2 separate regions of the Mus musculus genome follow, and region 1 is linked to region 2. A link is a contact called in public promoter capture Hi-C data. All regions are on one chromosome and are shown on one strand. Each heading gives the region's core, a stretch centred on a gene start, on an enhancer-like site or on the middle of the called end of the contact. The rest is flanking DNA. Distances are from core to core; before and after follow the strand shown.

Region 1 (2,700 bases), core at 178-2,677, 290 kb after region 2:
ACCTGCATGCTTACTTAGAGTCTCTTTGGGATCAATCATGCCTGACAGTTCTGGAAAATAAAGAGCATGCCCTCTAGCATCCTGAATTTTAACCTGTATCTTCTGTCAGTGTTGTTAATAGCCCCTACTTAAATATTAATAGTATAAAGTGAAGGTTTCTATGTTATTTCTCTACTTGTGTTAATGCACTTTGACCATGTCCATCACTTTATTACTCCCTTATTCGTCACATTTTTTTCACATGTTCTTCAACTCAGCTTTGAAGATTAAAGAGTTCAGATGGAGCACAATCATGACGCTAGGATTCACAGGAGGCAGAAGGGTCTTGACTTGGAAGCTAGCCTGAGCTACATGACAAAACCTTGTCTAAAAAGAAAACCGTTAACAAGAAAGAGATCTGAGAGCAGAAACTCCGATTTTTATGTTACTTTATTGCCTGGGTTTATTTGGCACAATCACTTGGCAATGTCTTATCTTGTACCTGCTTTGATACAGCTCAATCGAAAGAAGATTCCGTGGCTGTCTCTTCTTCCAAGAAGGAATAATAAACGTTGATCATTAACCAACGAAATTACATCCCTTACTGGAATCTGCCTCACTTAAATGTACTTAAGTCCTTTCCCAGCCGAGGCTTCCCAGCAGAATTGGGGGGGGGGGGGAGGCCCTCCAGTAGACTGACAACAGTGCAGAAGCCACATCATTTTATTGTCCCAGAAAAAGACCTACCTCCCCTGACATTAAGGACAGAGTCCAGACAAATAAACAGTTTCCATGGAAAGACTGTGGGAATTGCTATTCAGGTTCCCAAGCAGAGGGGACGACGGAACGGACAACTAGAACATCCTTGGCAACTTCTACAGTCACTCTGGTTCTCTTCGCTCTGCTCTCCATCGCTCTTCTCCCTAAATAGAAGCCCTCTCCTACCTCTCTCCACAGCTGCCTTCTGTATTTCCATCCCAACCTCCTTGAACTTCGGAAATTAGTGTCCGGGTATCCAGTCGGTCCTCTGAAAGACCCTCACGAGGCTGTTGCCCCTGTCACCACTCAGCACTAGGTGTTGGGCGAAGAAAGGTTGGTTAGCCGGAAGTGACAGGTGAGGAGGCTTCTGGACGGCTTGTGCGCAGGGTGGCAGCATCCCGAGGAAGGTTCCAATCCTGTCTGGCTGGACTCTCATCCGCTCCCCACGCCTCGGGTTGAGCAGAGAGTAGCCACTGCCTCCCAAGGCCCGAGATCAGGCGCACATTCTTAGGGTCCCCAACGAGTCCTCCAACTGCCTGCTGGTCCACCACCCCACAGCAGCTCTTAATCTGGAACCGACCCAGTTCCTTTCTTCTCAAAGCCCAGCTCCCGGGTCACATGCCATCTAGAGCTGCCTCTTGTTGGAGAAGGTGCGGTCGCCCCGGGTGCCCGGCGACTCAAACCCGGTCAGTCAGGAGACCTCAGAGAGGCGACAGGGGGCAGGGCTTCCTGTGGAAAAGGGCTGGACGGCGGCGGCAGCCTCTTGCCTGGCTCTGCGGGGCTTTCCTCCCGGCAAGGGCTTTGCCGAGGTCACTCGCGCGAGGCCGCTCTTGGCGCGCCCGTGGGAGGCTCGGTGGCGTGGGAGGACCAGCGACCTGCGGATTCCTCGAGCTCCCACGGCGCTGGCAGCGACGGTCCCCCACCCCCACCCCTATCCCCAGGCTTCCACCAGAAGGCTCCGCAAGACTCACGGACCTCCAAGTCCCCAGGTACCTATTGGTCACCTGTTTAGCTTGAGAGTGGGGGACTGTCGCTTGCCTGCTTCTCTCTCTCTCTCTCTCTCTCTCTCTCTCTCTCTCTCTCCCTCCCTCCCTCCCTCCCTCCCTCTCCCTCTCCCTCGCTCTCGCTCTCTCTCTCCTTGGCTTGGTTTACAGGCAGTCTTGCACTATATACTAAGGAAAGGTTGAAAAAATATATAGCCAGCGCGATCTTAAGCTTATGAAATACGTGATCTTTATAAAATAAGGGAGGAACCGAACAATACTGGGGGAGGGGAGCGGTGTGTGTGTATGTCTTTCCTCTCCTATTCTTGCAAACTTTTCATCCAATCGGAAACTAGAAGGATGCCGCTTGTGCATTCTGGCTCACTAGCCGACATCCCGGTCCCCCGCCGTCACATGCTGTTATTGAACTTGGGAAATATCCCAGTCCGGAGTGCACAAGCCTCTTCCAGACCCACCTCCCGGCCGTAGCCGGGTCACAGGAAAGCCCAGCGTCGTTGTGATCCGGGATTTTCCAATTTTCCCAGAGGATTCGCATCCGGTTGCTGGGAGAGGCTCCGTGGGGGGTCCGCGGCCAGGGAGGGGAGTGGGGCCGGGGTGGGGATAAGAAGTGGAGGGTGGGCAGAGCGAGAATCGCCAACGCTGGAAAGCGCTGAGCTTGCCTGACGCTCTCCTCTCCGTACTTGGTTGCCCCCACTCTCTCTGAAAGATTGGGAACCAGAAAGGCTGCTGAGTCGGCAGTGCAGGTCTGCTTTGGTGTAAAATTCGCGGACAAATGTCTTCTAAGACACCCGGTGGGGCCATGGCAACTGAGGGAGTTGGGCAAGAGAGTAAAATTATCTTTTGTTTCTTCCAAGTTTCTCTTCCCCTTCTGCCAGCTCGGTGTCGGGTGTTTGTCAAGAAGAGAAGCTTTTTTGCAAAAATAAAAACTCCCTTCTTGTAATCACAATCGCTAGCATAT
Region 2 (2,700 bases), core at 54-2,553:
GCCATGAAATCTCAGACCACTAGGGAGTGGAGTACCACGCTCCCAACCCCGTCAGCCCCCACCACACTTAATTTTTAGAGATAGGGTCTTAACTATGTAGCCCCAGTTGTCCTGGGATTTCCTAGGCAGACCAGGCTGACCTCAAACTCACATGGACTCTCCAGCCTCAGCCTCTGTAGTGCGTGGGCCGCCATGCCGGAGGACCACTACTCCCTTTTAAAATTATTAAAGTATATATAACATAGACAGAAAAATAGGACTTATTCAAACAGCCAGACAAGTGGGCAAGCCCTTGTTGCGGTGCTGGAGGGCTGGGCAAACTGTGAGTATCGATGCAGGGCGAGCATGAATACCTTCCCTACCACTACATGACTGCAGTTGTTGGGGTAGCCGTGTTGAAAGTTGAAGTCCCTTCTCTCCTGTGGGTGAGAAGCCAGCATTTGCAGCCACCCCTGGCAAAGGTCCTAAGAAAACTCCATTCAGGGCTACAGCCCCATCCTAGCACCCTGAGTGGCTTCTAACGGTATAGCTCTGCAGTGGGTCATGTGACAGCTGGGTGTGTGCCTCCTTGCAGCGCAGAGAGATCAGTTTGCGGGTGTGCCTGAGTGTGTACGGACAGAAGTTACACGCCTGGTTTAGGAAGGCGCGCGCGTGGGGGTTGGGGGGTTGAGGGGGCGTGAGTGCAAAGTGGACGTTGAAAAAGGTTTCAGGAATACTCCTGGGCCAGGCGAAGTGCACAAGCTCGCATGAATGGGTTCCCTGTGGGGCCAGCCCCTGTCCCCTGAAGTCGATGTCCCGGTCCTTGGGGGAGGCGAGGACCTGGGGGACAACCCCCCCCCCGGCACCCAGCACCCACCTGACGGATCCGCGGGGGGTTCTGCGGGGTGCAGGCCCCTCCCTCCGGGCCAGGGGAGGTGGGAGAAGCCATGTCCACGCTCTCGGAACTCCTTCCCTCGGTCAAGTCCGGCTGTCCCGCGTGTCCTCGTCTCTTCCGCTCCCGGCCTGCGGCGTTCGGGCTCACCCGGGGACCCGCGTGCTTCTAGGCGACCGCAGAAGGTCGGCCTTGGCCGCGATCGCCCGTGGAGACCTGCTGCCCGAGCCCACCTACCTCTGCGCGAGGTGCCGTGGGGCCATGGTGCGCCGAGTGGGCTGCGGGCTGGGCCGGCGACAAGCGCTAAGCGACTGCTGCTGGTGGCGCGGGGAGAAAGAGGAGGGCTTCTTCCTTCGCCGCGCGCCGGGAGAGCGATGAGCTCATGGACAGCTCCCAGAAATATGTCTATATGCACCACTGCCTGCCGGAGCTCGCGAGGTGGGTGGGGATAAGAAGCTCGGCTGCGCTCCCGCAGCCCGGGAGACGTCCCCCGGGAGGCCCGGCTGCTGCTCCTCCCTGCCCCGCGCGGGCCCGCTCCGCTCCCATTCACTCTCACACCCGCTACACGCCAGATCTCCTGTCCGCGTGGGCGAGCCACCCACCCACCTCTAGCGCATTCTTTGTCCTTCCAACCACTCCCTCCCAATGAGGAACAAGTCATTTATATGAAGTGACCAGAATGTGGAATACCTCTGTGACCTTAGCTCCTGTCCAATGTGAACTGAGGAGGGTGAAATGTCACAATCTGTGTATCTTTCACGCTTTGGGCGTTTCCTCTTCCCCACCTTTTCCTTGATGAGAAAGAGCCTTCCAGCTACTCTTCCCGGTGATGACTTGGCTGCCTTTTCTCTAAGGTACCCTGAACACTTGCATAGATCCTGAAAGAGTTGGGACCCAAAGGACCAGGTTTAGCAGACCGGCGCAATGGCTGTGGCACAAGTCATGCGTGCTGCGGGATGGCTGGCCTACTTTGCGTTGCTGCTTCCCTGGAATAAAGCTGGAACTACCAGGAGTAGGGAAAATCGCCATCCAAGTACCTCTTTAGTGATGTCCCACTGAGATGGAAATTTCATTTGTTTGTTTTTAATAGCAGCAAGAGCTGGAATGTAGCTCAGTATATCACATATTTGCTTGCTATGAATGAAGCCTTGGGTGCGATCCCCAGCTATGGATAAACTAGGCGTGGCTGTGCATGTCTGCCGTCCCAGTACTTGGGAGGCAGAGATGGAAAAATCAGAAGTTCAAGGTCATCTTTGGCTCTACAGTGAGTTCGAGGCCAGCTTGTGGTACATGGGACCATGTATAAACAAACAAACAAACAAATAAATAAATAAAATCTAGCAAAATGACTTTCATGAGACGAGTTGTCCTCTCTCCTGCCATTTATTTTCCATTTCCTATGAATCTCCACACGGATATATCTCCAGCTTTAACAAAAGAGAGCCGAGCTCCATGGTCCGTGCCTGGAGTCCCAGCACGGTTAGACTGAGCCAAGAGCATCCTTGCACAGAGGGACTAGGGGACAAGCTGGTTACCATGAGAAGACACAAATGGTCCTGCAACCCAGATGGACAAATCCTCAGAAATATCACTAATTATTGATGCTCTTGGGTCCCAAATTTGATCATCTGTAGATCTTATTGATTTTTACAGTTCAATCATATCTGCATTTTCTCTATTCTTCTCATTCACACCACCATCATGGCTCAACATTCTAATACACACAGCATAAAACCGGGCTGCATGTTCGCACCTGTGCACTGCACAGCTTGAAACAGATCTAGAAAGAGAAATGTCGTGTCTGGGACACGACAGCCTGCCCTGCCTTT

Evidence for each region. Promoter capture Hi-C pulls out the DNA fragments that hold promoters and counts their contacts.
Region 1: a promoter capture Hi-C map of hippocampal neurons shows a contact between it and region 2, with 2.4 times the contacts expected there. The contact joins the promoter of Tifa here to the promoter of Ank2 in region 2.

Annotation. Positions count from the first base shown.
Region 1 is chr3:127,788,445-127,791,144 of GRCm38.p6, forward strand. It overlaps Tifa (TRAF-interacting protein with forkhead-associated domain), which reads left to right and starts at 1,428. Exons shown (of 3, transcript NM_145133.4): 1 at 1,428-1,727.
Region 2 is chr3:127,497,812-127,500,511 of GRCm38.p6, forward strand. Ank2 (ankyrin 2, brain) reads right to left here and starts at 1,304. Exons shown (of 48, transcript NM_001327938.1): 1 at 857-1,304. The coding sequence starts at 928.